2 separate regions of the Triticum aestivum genome follow, and region 2 is linked to region 1. A link is a contact called in public Hi-C data. All regions are on one chromosome and are shown on one strand. The core of a region is the stretch at or near the end of the contact, and the rest is flanking DNA. Distances in the headings are between cores, read along the strand shown. Region 1 holds the start of LOC123102970 (cytochrome b-c1 complex subunit 6-1, mitochondrial). Region 2 holds the start of LOC123102975 (transcription factor LHW).

Evidence for each region. A called contact is a pair of places that touch in the nucleus more often than the background predicts.
Region 2: a contact with region 1 is called in a Hi-C map of leaf, with 4 times the contacts expected there. The contact joins the promoter of LOC123102975 here to the promoter of LOC123102970 in region 1. A contact is called at or near these places in 2 of 5 Hi-C or Micro-C datasets (both in leaf).

The regions. Positions count from the first base shown.
Region 1 is chr5A:275,520,184-275,527,830 of IWGSC CS RefSeq v2.1, forward strand. It overlaps LOC123102970 (cytochrome b-c1 complex subunit 6-1, mitochondrial), which reads right to left and starts at 3,084. Exons shown (of 4, transcript XM_044524447.1): 1 at 2,908-3,084; 2 at 1,310-1,394; 3 at 510-599; 4 at 148-433. The coding sequence starts at 2,909. The coding sequence ends at 401. LOC123102969 (serine/threonine-protein kinase STY46) reads left to right here. Exons shown (of 16, transcript XM_044524446.1): 16 at 1-7.
Region 2 is chr5A:275,833,106-275,840,752 of IWGSC CS RefSeq v2.1, forward strand. It overlaps LOC123102975 (transcription factor LHW), which reads right to left and starts at 4,421. Exons shown (of 10, transcript XM_044524451.1): 1 at 3,783-4,421; 2 at 3,066-3,212; 3 at 2,880-2,961; 4 at 1,933-1,974; 5 at 1,780-1,839; 6 at 1-1,379. The coding sequence starts at 3,874.

The DNA.
Region 1 (7,647 bases), core at 1,834-4,333:
ATCTACACCAAATGCAGGGAATCATGGTTTTATCTAGTCAGTTGTGCAGTGTTATTGAGCTACATGGGATGTAAGCCAAAGAGGATTTAAAACATGGCAATCAGTTATCTGACTAAAAAAAAAGGTATATCTCAAGGGTCCTGAATCTGCAAAAATTATTGAAGATGGATTGAAGTAAAGCAGAAATGCTTTCATCTGCCCAAGTAACAGGGACAGAACGAACATTACACAAGCAAAATAAAAGTTATTGTTCCCACTGCCAAAATAATTGTGTTTGCTTGTTTTGACAAGTTTTAGCAACAGATAGAAGGAAGCTCCTTGTTACAGGTTCAGCACAATCAGAAATCAGGACAGTGGATCGATTTATTGGGGTCTGTGGCAATCAGCGCCACCCCATCCATCATTTGAGCTTCTCAAAGAGCTTTGGTGCTACCTGCAAACACATGTTCAAAGTATTAACACTCCACGAACGGTAGTTTGGAACTAGTCGATGTACAGGTTGTACTTACACATTTGTCAACGCATGACCAGTAGTCGAAGAATTGCCCGGTGCAGTGCTTCTGCCCAGTTTCATCATTCTTGACTCTCTTCACACATCTCTGCAGAGTAAGCATGCAAGCTTGACACGTAAATCACGTGTTCCCTCAGACAGAATGGAACATAAATTGACAAGACTAGGTTGAGCATAAATGGAACATAAATAACAGTCCACCTGATCCATATTTGTTATCATGCAACTCAAGCAGAATCTATGTACAAGTCATCCATGCCATATGGTACAGCATGCTACCACCTCATCCAGTAAACTAACTAGTGTGCTAGAGGGCTAGGCACAAAGCTCAGATGGCCATCCAGTAAATTCCAACAAGATACTAAATGTAACAGTAATAATCACCAGTTTCTAGTAGAACAGGACTAACTGTGAAACTACAAGTGTGCACAATGGAAGTGTTTATAGCAAAACAAAACCTATATCTAGGTGCTTGCATTAGACGAGGTGATTCACTCTTACATGGGTGCTTGATGATGCGGCTATATTCTAAGCACTCGTCTAAATGAATTTTGCATCCTGAAGGCCATTAGGGCCATATATTCAAAAGCAATTTGTACTAAATATAGCCATGTGCAACATCTTTCTGAAAGTTAGTCCATGAGTGAATTTTGTTTGGCTCTAACATCCTAAATAGATCAGCTTACTAGAGGTCCTAGCTTGTTTAGCAAGCAATTTACAAGAAATGACTAGCTACCACTTATTTTCCTGATTCACTCTAATAGTTTGTCTTGTGGTTATGAGAAATATGGCACTGACCTCATAGTCATACAATGATTTTACACATTGCGGCTTGCAGCGTTCCTCAAGGTAATTCTTTGGGTCAATAGGTTCATTGTCCGCCCTGCCATGAAACAAAACATGTTTACAAAACTCAAACGCTGGAAGGTAAACTTTGCTGTTATCAAGCATTACAAGAATAATGGAAGCAATGATCTTTCTTGTACAGAGAATTATTTAAGAATGAATTATTGACTAAACACAGATAGAACAGTAACGACCAATCATTGCGAGATTACTGAAATTTGATGATAAGTAGGCAGCAACTTGTTTAAAAGTTCTCCAGAAGATTGTTTTCCCTTTTCCCTTCATACATTGGGAGTTAAATCAAGTATTAATAGCTGCAACCTGTTCCCACCATGGTCAGACAGGTTGACTCCCTTGAGATTCAGAAGAGATGCATTATTTGCATCAAACCGACTTGGGTTTAATAAATGTTCCATTTGGCGTTAAGTTATTTGCATAAAGTTAATGCTTGAAGAAAAGTGTTGATTATAAATAAGTATATGAACAATCTACTGTACAAGCAAATCTTTGCTTGTTGTCATCGCAAGCAAGTACGTAACACAGATTTCAATTTGCAGTCAATATAATAAATGTACAAGGAAAATATATAGGAGGTATGAAACAAACATAATGTAAGTACATGTCAATCACACTCAAGGATAGATAATTTAGCGTTTCATCTCAACATAAACTAAAAACAAATGAAGAATATAGCTAATAAATAAGTAAAACACGATGCAAGTCAAGCACAGTTTGCTACGATCATGACAGCGGCATCACCGATTGGTTGCGCGGATGTGGTCACAACAGGCAGTCAAAACCTTATTATAGCAGTTACAGTAGTGGTTCAATATATGTATGTCCACATTATATACATCGATAAAAAATAATTAGACATTCGAGATGTCAAATGCCAATGAAATGTAACCAGGGGTGGGGCATTTTATTGTGTGGATTAAAGCAAATTATTTGCATCACAATGCTCAAACAAAATATCCTACTTCCACCGTGATTAATGGTCAGGACAAACCTCACTCCGCCTACGGATTTGAAGCCATTGCATCAGAACCCAAGAACAAATACATGTGTTACTTTGGAAGCATACTCCTAGGATCCCAACTAATGAAATGTATAATGAAAACAACTATAGCAGAGAAACATTTAATTTGTGTTATTGCCTAGATAAACGCACCGATTCATCAAGTTTCCAATCGGCTGATGAGATCATCACTATTTCGTCCAAGGTGAAAAAAAATCGGCTGGCTCAAATTGCGGGATTTAAGTCGCACTGTGTTCCAAAAATACAAATGTGCGCTCTTGCCTTCAAATATAACTGATTCGCCATGCTTCTTATGCCCCGTTAGATTACAAATTCGTTTCGGACACAAAAATCAGGTATAAATACGCGAATTGCGTTACCATACTTCAACGCTGATAGTGAGAAGGAAGATCTAAAACTGCCCCCAACATATGCACAAGATCAAGACACGATCGAAGTTCATAGACTGAACGAGCGGTAAAAAGAACTTTCGAGAAAAAGAGAGCGAGAGAGAGAGAGAGAGAAAACATACATGGCAGCTGCAAGATCTCTAGCGAAATTTCTTACGGCGTCCTGCGTCGAAGAATGTCAAAGACCGGATCCAAGTGATGGGAGACTAGGGTTTCGTTCGGGTGGATGCGGAGAAGAGGAGGAATGGAGGGGAAGAGAGACGCGAAGGGCCAGCTCGACCTATGGTTTTTTCGGAACCTATGGGCTTTGTTCCGCTTCCGGCCCAGACCTGGCCAGATGGGCCAGCGCGGCCCTGCACGGCATGGCTCACCGAGGACTAACAATCATGGACTAACTTTCAGAAAGATGTTTAGCACGGCTGCCTTAACACGGGCCAGGCTGGCGGCACGTTTAGCCCACATGGGTCGCGTTTATTTAGGCAATAATACCAAATTCAATGTTTTTTTGCTTATAGTTTTTTTTCATTATACATGTCATTAGTTGGGATCCTAGGAGAATGCTTCTAATGTTGTGCATGTACTAGACGATACCCCGCACGTTGCCGCGGAATATTTTGTAAGAATCAATTGCTTCCACATATGTGCAAACTAACAATCAGAAGTAACACATTTTCTTACAATTTCAAGAAAATCTGACGGTTTTAGCTTTCGGCAATTAAATGGACCTGTTGTTTGGCCCCATTCAAAAAAAATTATTACCCCTTCCTATCTATTTTTTCCAAGTTGTCTGCACATTTTATTAACTAAATAAGTAAAACAAACCAGTTATATCACAAAAAAATCATAGAAGTCTCTGACCAAGTGCCCATGCAACTGGAAGCATGCAATCCATCGATGCTCCTATCCGTAGGAGAAATAGAGTGAACTGAGTCAATAAACCATGATTATATGTAAAAATAAGTGAGTTCAGCCAGTTAATGTTTAAAGTTAAACGGAGGACAAAAGCATACCTTGCTGAACAATCGAACAGGGAGGGCAGGGCATGGTTGTTGTCTGTATTTACCAGAACAGGGTGCCAGTTGCTGCCCCGTTTGAGGTACCCCTGCGGAATTTGTTCTCTCTAACGGGTGCAGCAACAATAATACGGATGGTCCTAGATCTTGCAGTGAGACGGGTGGGATCTGACCAAATCTAAAAATAAGCTTGTCATCCAACACAGTTACGATGTTTAGTTTTCTAAATTAGCAAATATAGATTCATCAGAATGATATGCTCTCTGAATGATATGAGAGCAATGTACAATGCGAACAACAATAGTCATATGGAGCAACAAAGAATCATCAATTTTGCACCAACGAAGAACTACCCTTGTCAGGCAAGATGTCTAGCACCTATATAGTTGTGGCGGAACATGACAAAATAAAATAAGCTCAGTCATGGAAAAAACCTGAGGAGGCTCTCTGACCGACCCTCTTACCATGGGGAGGACTCGGGCATTTCTACCGCACGCCTCCATCATGCTAGAAGCAAGTGAAGCAACCGTTTGTTTCCCGGCCGTGAGGGATGCTTCCGGGAACAGGCACAGTGGCCCGCGGTCGCGGTGAGCAACCGAGCGTATACATCTTGCCTTCCACGACCTACATCGAGCTTTTAGCCTTGTACAGAGACGTCGGGATCCTCGTGAGGTCATCGTAGTACCTGGACAGGGCCTCCCATGTTAAAGTTCATAGCCTCAAGCACCTCATCGCCGAGGCCGAGCGAGTGGGGCAGGACGGTGCTGGTGTAGCCAAGCAAGCCTCGTTTAGCCTAAACTCTCTCACATGTCGAGGGTCGCGAGCTGGTCCCCGTCCTTGCCGCCGCCGACGCGCCCGGCGAGACTTGGAGGCAGAGCGATGACACACGGGCTGCCGGTGCTCCGAGGACCGTGAGCTGGTCCTCCATCCCTGCCGTTGATGACGCGCTCGGCAAGACTCGGACGACCACTGCTCCAAGACCGAGAGGTTGCGCCACCGCGAGGGGAGCGTCCCGCGGCAGATGGCTGACTTGAGCGGCAGCGCAACCTTGTTGGGGAGCTCGGAGATGCGCTCCTCCCAATCCCCGCGCATCACCGCTCCTCCACTTGAGGGCAGCGCATGCTCGCTGCAGAACTCCGAGATGCGGTCCGTCCTCCGCCTCCTTTGCGCGTCGCCGCTCCTCCTTCTCGGTCGACCAAGATATGAAGGAGTTCAATGCAGCGTGGAGGCATTGACTAAGATTTCTAGATGCCAAAGAAGGTAAATAAAACGATCGGTCATGTCTCTTTAAATGCCCACGATTGATCATGTCTCTTCGGAAGCTTGCGTCTGTTCTTTTGAGTTGCCATCCTTAGAAGACCGAGAGTCATATGGGTATACGAAGCTATATTAGCGATTCAGTTCTCTCGTGGAAATAATAAATCCATGACATCAGCAGATGACGTGGATAATGTAGTGCAGAAATAGATGATATAGAAAATCATGTGTGGTCTTTTTTTGAACTTATGTGGGGTCTATTTGATGATGTGGATAGTTTGCATGTCAAGAGAAATAGGATAGTGGGGATGAACTATTTAAGTATTATAGATTTGTTCCTGAGTTCTGATGCAATGGCTTCAAATCTGTAGGTGAAGTCAGGTTTATCCCGAAGTGTGCATAGACCATTAATCACGATGGAAGTAGAATATTTTGTTTGTGCGTTGTGATGCAATTTTTTTGCTTTAATATACAATCAAAGGCTCCACACCTGATTACATTTCATTAACATTTGAAATTAGAGCCAAGTCAGTGCGATGCAAATAATGTATGTGTTCTGAATCTTGAGGGACTCAATCCTGTCTTAGACCATGGTGGGATGATGTTGGAGCTGCTAATACTTGATTTAACTCCCAATGTAGAATCTGGCTCGATATACATAGAATGTTTTGCTTGTTTGAATGGAGAAACGCTAGATTGTTATATTTGAGAGAAAAAAAGAAAACAATCTTCTAGGTATTGTTTATGCAGGGGATAATTGCATGATGTTGTTCTTAATTAATGATTGCTAGGTTTTGTTTTGTTTTTGCTAGGTTTTGTTTATGCACTGATTGCAGTTGCATCATGCCATGCTACTGATGGTTCATGTATTACAATACATATAAAAGCATATACTTTTTCATTTGGTTGTTTGTTCCATGCATTATTGATGGTGTACTAGACTAGGGGTACCCACCATGTTGTCTTTCGGCCAGGAGGGCCCAGCCGAGTACCACCGTGGCAGTTCAGTAGTGAGCCACTTGGAGCAACCCATGACGCATACGAGGAAAATTCCACAAGACTTGATATACAAAACAAGGACTCCTTTCTACTGATGTAGCCGACTAGGACTCATACTATCCTAGGTCTCTGGTACTTTATATAAACTGAGGCTAGGCTAGTCGATAGCACAATCTCAACACATCCTGGATATGAGACACACACAATCTCGTGGTAGATCAACCTGTAATGTATGCCCCATCAAAATCAATATAATCAGAAGCAGGATGTAGGGTATTATCTCTTCGATAGAGCCCGAACCTAGGTAAAACCCCATGTCCATTGTTACCATCGCATCAAGGCTACTAGCTCGGGGACCCTATCTGAGATCTACTATATTTAGCTCCATCATTGGTGGACCATGCAGGTCCTGCTAGGTGTCATCGCGGTGCGATGGGCGTCTTCGTCAACATCAACTTTGATCTCAACCAGATCATGGAAAACTTCATCCATGGAGCTCCGGGGCTCAACGTCAAACATTGCCCTCACGCGCCCGTGCAGAATTTTTTGGACAACAAATTTGTTTTGGCCATCCCTGCTATCGGTGCTAAACTGACATATCTCGGGTAGGGGGTCCCAAGCTTGGCGATCAGAGCTAGATGGTAACAGAGAGAGTAGGGACATGATGTTTTGCCCAGGTTCGTGCCCTATTGGTGAGGTAAAACCGCATGTCCTGCTTCTTATATATTGATTGTGATGGGGTACAAAGTACATATTGATCTACCTCGAGATAGTATGAGTTTGTTTAAGCTCTAAACCTTGCGAATGTGTCTCTCCAGACTAAACCCTATGGCTTATATAGACGGTAGGGGTACCTAGGGTTTACACATGGTCAGTTAGGGATAAACACGCTAATCTTACAAATACGCTTAAAGTGTACGCCAAGTCTTCAGAAGATCTTCATATTGATCACGCCGAGGGCCAGGACCAATATGGCTATGTCATCAATCTTCAGTCGGTCCTCCGCCCGACCCATTACCGACGGGCTGACGCGGCAAATACCCCTAATCCTGGACACCAAAAGTAGCACCCGAACTAGCTTTCAAGCCGAGGACATTAGGCGTCTTCGGGTGTCCTCAAGTCGTAGGCAAGTTCTATCCTCCACACCGGCTTACGGTTTCGAGGTCATGATCGGTTCTGAGGTCTTCTTGGCTTTCCTGACTGTAACCTCAAACTCCAGGGATTTACAGAATAAGGCAAACATCTCATGGCGAGACTTTTGGTCATCATCGTCTCCGTTGTTGGTTAAGGAAGAAGACATGATGAACTAGATCACCAAACCCTGGAAGAAACAAGCTCGAAACAAAAACAAGAGGAAAGTGTGATACATAGATTAAAAACTCATGGGGATTTTATAGGGACTTTTTCCGTGAGAAACAAGCAATCGAGCAAAAAATGGCGCCGCTACACGACCATGTGTCGTGCCTAGGGGGTAGGCCATGCCTCTTGGTTGTCTGGCGCCCTTGGGCACCAACTCAGTTGCTTCTTTTTTTCCAAAAATTCTTAAATATTCCAAAACCACAAGATATATATTTTTTGGAATTTTTAGAGTCG
Region 2 (7,647 bases), core at 3,171-5,670, 310 kb after region 1:
GATGATTCGTGTTGCTTCATCACTTTTGAGCCACAATAAGAGCTGCTAGGCATGTCTGTCAATGAAGTCCTGCAAGAGGCACTGTCACCAGAGATCTGCTTGCCACCAGGATTGACACTGGAGATAACTGCGTCCAATAATTGGTCACTATCAGTTAGTGAGAAGATTCCAGAAAAGGGGAACTCATCGTCCAGTGCACCAAATACTGGAGAGGTATCGAGATAAACTGAGGATTCAAGTGCATCTTTTCCTGAGCTAGCCGGTTTTGCAGTGTTCCAGGTCGAATCGCCATCCACATTGCGGCACAGATGAGGAAATTCAGCACCAAATATATCAAACAAATCATTTCCTGCAGTTGGATCCACAAGAAGTGAGGAAGATCGCTCACTTGAAACGTCTGGGAGCTTCTGCCGATCCATATTCTTCAAACCTTGTATTCTTACAGCAAAACTGGAGTCATTTACTTCTTTAGCCTTTCTGTTTTGGTAAACACGATCCGAAATATCCACTTGATTATCTTGAGAAATGTCTGTTTTAAATTCACTAGAAGTTTGAACTTCGGAGCCAGAGGATGGAGCTGCAACAACATGACATGAGTTTCTTTTGGGACTCCCCATTCTCATAATGAATTGAGCAGATTGGGGGGTTTTATATGAAATAGCCGGTTTGTGCCCTATCATCCCAGAAGTAGAGTTACATCTTTGGTCTAATAGTTGACTTGCTGAGCAGTCATGGAAGTTAGACTTGACTATGCTATTACCTTCAGGGAGAAAATCAAAGTTTCCATGACTGTTTAGAAAATCTAACACCTCACCCCCTCCATGGGATGGAGGCAGGTTCCGGAATGCAAGAGATTTTAGCAGAAGATTTCTGGTATCAGACGCCTCTTCCATGTTTCCCATTCCCAATTGTCCATCATTCATCAACAGTGGATGCTTTTCTGCTGATGTTGAGGTAGAAGAGAGAAAATCTGAGCTAACCACACTGCTTTGTGTGGTGCTTTCAACTCTCCTGTCACAGTAAGGAGTTTGTCGTCTGAACCTCACATCAGGAGCATATAAACTGTGGTCTCTGATAGCTTCACCATTTCTCTGTGCCACCTTAAGCAAGGAAGCTTTTCTTCCTATGTTTACTGATGCACTACTTGACATTGCCGTCGCATCAGGAACATAGCACTGTTCATAAGTCGCTGGAGAACCACTGAAGGCTTTTGAGCAACCATCTGTAGGGTAGACACTCAGAAGACCATGTGAAGAGCGTGACTGGACCTTCTGGCTAGAATCATTTTTAGCTGAAGTAGATGCAACCATACTTGATCGATTGTTTAACTGAGAACACAGCTTCTTATACTGAAGCACATAAGTTGTATTTTCCATAACCTGTCATAAAGTAAGCATTTTATGAGCTCTAACATGTTGGAACCACAAAGACAAGCGCTAAGTCCTAGTGCTAATGGTACAACGCCAGAGCAAGTCCTCTTGATGCAGTTCTCAAAATGCTAAATAAGTAAATATATAACAGAGACAATTATATATCATTTTTTCATTCCAGTTCACCGCTCCAATCACAAGAAGCTTTGGTCTTCCTAGAACCTCACCGCAAATATAGTTTATATAAGGATTCGAAGGACAGAATATTTGACCAGTCAACTACATAATATTCACAAATTAGTATCACTGTTCTACCTCATGGCCCATACTTGAAAACAAGAATAAACTTCAAAACATGTTAAGTGGGATATGTATGATGATATGCATTGTCAAAAGCAGGGCATCTTACCACACTAGTAGAGCCTAGCTGTAGTACACCACGTGGTAACACAGGAATTATTGCAATAGTCTGCGGAACAACAGAACAAGTATAAATTATTAAGAGATCAGAAGTTAAAAAGTCAGTAAATAATCTACCATGCAAGGGCGAAATTCTACTAACCTGAATGCCAGCTCTGAACTGATAGTTCATCTCAGCAGCAACCTATCACCACCAGAAGACAACAGCTTATTGTTCCATTATGAAAGGACACATAACAATTGGGGATAACCAAAACAGCCAGAGCAACTGATAAAATCAAATTGCATTGTTATTAAAAGAAAATTAGAAATCATTATGGAAAAAGATCATGGTTAGCTCAAGCCTGTGTGGCAAATCATGTTAAGTTGTTAACGAGAAATTCTACATGATTTCCACTTGTTCAAATACCATTTGTGTGCTTTTGCAACTAGCTTATCCAGTGACCACTTATGCGGCAGAACAATAGATCAAACTCACTACAAGCCAAAATTTCAACACAGAAGGAACAAATATGTGAGGACAAAATAACCCCACAAGGATTGTTGCGATGACATAAATTCCTGGACAGCATGCTATTAATGACACAACAGCAAAAATGAACCAGACAAAACTGAATTAGGGCTATGGGCATGTTTGGTTCATGACTACTTTGCCACAACTAAAATTAGGCAAAATGTGGCGAACAAAATGGCCACCACAAGTGTGGCAAGATTTGGTAAATAAATGAGTCTATGGCATGTGGACCATGTAGTTAGAAAAGTGTGGCAAGCCATAAGTGTGGCACTGAGGGCGTGTTTGGTTCATGACTACTTTGCCACAACTAAACTTAGGCAAACTGTGGCTGCCACAAAAAATGTGGCGAACAAAATGGCCACCACAAGTGTGGCAAGATTTGGCAAATAAATGAGTCTATGGCATGTGGACCATGTAGTTAGAAAAGTGTGGCAAGCCATAAGTGTGGCACTGAACCAAACACATGCCTAAGGTTTTGCGGCACGACTAATGTTAGGTGTGGCAACCTTAGGCTACAAACCAAACATGCCTTATATTTATATCAGTTCACAAGAACGGAGAAGAAGAATTTATACCTCGGATCTGAGCCTGTGATCATTGGCAGTATCATGGATAATCCACTGATGACTCCCAGTAAAAGCAGCATGGCCGATGGTACTGAAAAAACAGAAAATGTAGCATCTATCCATCAATAAAAGAAATCAACCAAGAACATTGTGCTAGCTAGTAACAAACAAATGATGTTCCCGGTTCTTCCTTACCCTTCTCCAACAACATGAACCTGCGATGCCATAACCTTCCTAACTAGGGTGCACACAGTGCCACCTGATTCACAGCCAACCTCAAAAGCCTCAGATCCAGTTGGACAAGATGCGTGGCCACAGTAGCCATCCTCCCACACTAGATGCCTGCACATCACCAAGGGAAAACAGTGCGCGCAAATCATCAAACAAAACCCAAATTCCCAGCGCATCAAGAAGTTTATTCCACATTGCATTTAGCATTCCTCCATGATCCCCACATCGTGTCCCCATTTCTCCCTCCCCCCAAAAAAGCTTGCACGGAATTGCAACAACATCTCGCACATTCACGCTCTTTTAAGCCTCAGGAGCTAACACGAACTTGCACAGACAAGGCGGTAGTAGCTTTTTGGTTCATGTTCCTTGTTGTAAAGGCGTTACTAAATTTGCAAGCATGAGTGAACACCCACACGAGCGTACGGGCGTTCTTTTTCCAGGCACTATCTTTCCCACAAGGAAAGGAGTCCCTTATTAGTAATTGCTGAGGAATATACCCATCCTACGAATCTTCCTCGCGGATGTTTCATTCGTACGAGACAAATCTAGCTGAAATGGAATGTTCAAGAAGACTTTGAACCCAGAAAAATGAAGAAAAGACACTGGTTTTGAGATTTTCCGCAAGATCGAGCGGGGGGAGATTGTGACAAAAAAAGTCCAAGAGAAGGATGGAAGGCTTACACGGGGTCAGCAGCGCCGATGGCCTTCCAGAAGACGGCGTAAGACCACCCGACCTCCTCGCAGAGCCGCCGCAGCGCCTCCCCCACCGCCATCCCCGCAGCCCCACAGCCCAACGGAACCCTAACGAGCAAACCCTAGCTTCTTCGACGGGGGGAGAGGGCGACGAAAAGACGAGCAAGGACGCCGCTGCCTCCCTAGGCGCAGCGAGAGCCGGCGCGCCCGGCCTGCCTCGCGCGGACCCCGCCGTCCCTCTGCTCTGCCGCAACAGGAACGTCAACACTTGCTCCGTTGGCCGCCGGCGCGCGGCAAGCGGACATCAGTGGGGCTCGCCACCAGCCGCGGGCGCTGGTCCCAGCGTCGGTGGGGACCTCGGGACCACGGGGCAGCACCAGAGGCAGAGATGCCCGGCAGGAGAATGGCGCGGGGTCCCCGGAGGAGCGTCGGAGCCGCACGGCGGCGGGCGAGCGAGCAATGCGGTCTTGGATTTGGCTGCTGCTGCTGCTGCTACAGCCGCTGCGCGTCCTCGTCAATCTCTTTCTTCCTTCTCCGCTTTCGCTTTGGGTTCTCACTCTGGTCTGGTCTGGGACTGGGAGTCTTTGGCCTCTTTGGGGTGTGCTTGGCTTGTGTGAGTGTGAGTAAAATTTCGTTCTGGCTTTTTCTTTGTCGCTTTCTTTGGTTGCCCCTCCTTTTCCTTTGGCCTTCGCGGCTCCCGAGGCGGGCATCATTCCCTCCACGAGGGGCAGGATGGGCATTCCCCCAGCTAATCACCCTCGTCCCCTCCTTTTATGTATTTATACCTAGGTTAAATAATGCTCCTCTCCAACACACCATTCTTGAAACAGGGCTTTCGCCTTGCTTTATTATAAAGCAACCACACAAGAGTACATGGCCAAACAATAAGTGATGAAAACCCTCTAACAACGCCGATCCCAAGGACCGAAACACACATGCGCGACCGACAAAGAATACAGGAAGAGCTGATAACACCGTCACCCTACATCCTACAACACCTACACTCCACAACAATGCCCCTAAAAGGGAACACGACGCGAAGCGCCGCCGCCGAGTCCAAAATGGACAGAGGTTTTCACCCGGAGCCGGATACGAAGAGGAGCCCCGACGTCTTTAAGAAGAGAACGGGGCGCCCGCAGGCGTCGCCGTTGTCGACGATCAAGCGCAGATCTTTCGCTCAGGCACCCATTCGTGCCCGTGAAATCTTAAGGGTAAGAGCGATGAGATCAAGTCTCCAGGTCCAGATCGGGTCGCCACTACTGCCAGAGACAAAGCACGCCCGAGTTACCCGCCGCAATATCTCTTGCTGCCCACACGATCAAGAAACAAAGCCACAACCGCCACCACAGTGCCTGCCGGAAAGCCAACCATGTGGACCACCACCCAGGGTCGTCGCCCCGGCATTCAAACCCTGAGATCCCGCCACCCGCCCGCTTCACAGAGCACAACCCACGGAAGGAAAAGCCCGGCATCAGCCACTGAGTCAGGGTCGGCACCACCACCATATGGGGGCCCACGCCTATTCCCCCCCCCCCCCCAATCCCGGTGTACCAGGGGAACATAACCCAGTGACTATCGACAGTCGTCGCAGAGACCCAGCTCAGATGACACCAAGTCCACGGTTCGACGCACTGATCTGCCTGCCGACTCCAACACACCACCATCCGCTAACAACTAATGTTTGATCTAACTATAACCCTATGGTCGTATTCAAAACATATTTACCAGATTAATTGTTTGAAACTACTCCCTCCATTTCATAATATAAGAGTGTTCTTGACATCTTCAAGACAGACCCGTAAACTTCCCGCAACCGTTCCGACGCGGAAGCCATCCAACGCGGTCCTGTATAGGTCCGCGAGGCGGTCCGGACGTGATTTCTACTTGCAAACCAGAGACAAACATGGGGGCTTTGCGGGAGTCCGGACCGATCACAAGCCCGCTTCTGACCACCTTGGCCCACCAAAAACCCTCCTCCCTCTCCCGCGTGCGTCCTCGCCCGGCGCCAATTGACCGCATTCATGCCGCTCTAGAGTGCGACGCTCAACATTGAAGACGGCTCAGGGCAGACGCGACCTCTCATTGTCACCACCATTGAAGCGACACGTTGGTCGAGGGCGCCGCCCGTGAAGCGCGTGCAGTGTCTGCGTCTGTTCAATGCCGGAGACACGTGACTAGACGGGACAGGACGGATATCTACCATGCCCGATCAATGTTCCTGTCTGTCCGTATGCCGACATTAACGAGACTCGCTGGCCGAGAAACCCAGCCCGGCGTCGCGCATTGACGCACCGGACGTCTCGCCTCACCGGAACCCGCTATTTAAAGGCGGCCACACCCGGCTAAATCCACACCATAACACAAGCCCCTCCCCATCCTTCTCCTTTGCACTGCATCTGCCATGACTACACGCAACGAAGCTCTGTGGGAGAGCCTTTCCACGGAGATGAAGCATGTCGTGGCTGCCCTCGCCGCCGCCTGGCAGAGCCACGGTGCCAGGCGGATCGAGGCCGGCTTGCCGGCCAGCTCGACCGAGGTCTCTGACGACGAGGACGAGACCATAATGGAGACGTGCTCCGACGACACCGCCCGGCTCCCGCGCCTTCTGCACGTTGGCTTCACAATGGAGTAGGCGCACTACAACGCCGCCATGGCAGAGGTGCAGCCTGCGCCGGCGCCTTTGTCGGCGTTCCGGCAGGCGCATGATGAAAAATGGTACAACATGTTCCTCTTGGAGTAGCACCGGCTGGCAGACTGACAGATCTACAGTGAGCAAGCGAGTGAGGAGGCCGTGATGAACCCCAACTCCGTCGTGGAGCAGCGTGCCATCTACGCTTCCGTCTGTGCTCAAGTCGCCGCTCGCCAGGAAGCGGCCGCCACGGAGGTTCAGTTGCAGGAGATCACGAAAGAGAACAACGCTAGTTGCGCCTCCTATGCGCCAACGGCGAACCATCAGGCGGCCCAGTGGGACGATGACAGCACTGGCGCCGCCATTTCCACCGTGGACCTCACATCCACCGGTGACGGACAGGTCACGGACTCCTTCAAAGATGAGTAGGCCACGAGAGGCGGTAGGGCCTGGTGTCCCATGTGGGGTGGTCCGTCTCCCATGTTCTACTCTTCCTCGTCGGAGACCGCACCTTCACTTCATCTGTATTATCGCCGGTGCTCATGGAGACGGTGGATGGAAGACGACACGGGCTTGGATGCCGGGCCCCACCGCCGTAGGATAGGTTTATGGTCGGGCCTTTTTTTGTTCTACATGTTCGAAATGTAATGAAATCTGTCATGTTTGTTTGAAATCCGGCCTTGTTTGCATGAATTTCATCCGATTTGTTGAAAAAGAGTTTGCAATGTATGCAGCTAGCGTTGGATGGCGGCCTCTCACATCTGTGTCCGTGAACTGATCACCTCCCGTCTGCGGACGGATGCGGAAGAAAATTTACGGTTTGCCATTAGAGATGCCCTAACAATACTAACTTCCATACAAAAAACAACAACAAAAAAGTACTTCCTTGTTAAGAAAAACAATAAACTGACTTATAGACACTATGGAGGATTTTCTTTAACACGATACAACCGCAGATGATCACATACACACATACACTCCTTTCTATGAACATACTCATGCATATTCTATCCTCTTTTTTTTTGAACCTGAAATCGTAGAACAACACATCCTTATGAGCACATCCAAGATAATAAGCCAACACACCATTTTAAGATTGACAAAATTACTATAGACACCTTATAGTTCACGGGATTCTTTTCCCACTAAACGAACATTACCGAAAAGTCTGAAATAAATCCAAAAAAGTTAAGCATCAATGTTATTGTGTACAATCCGAGCAAA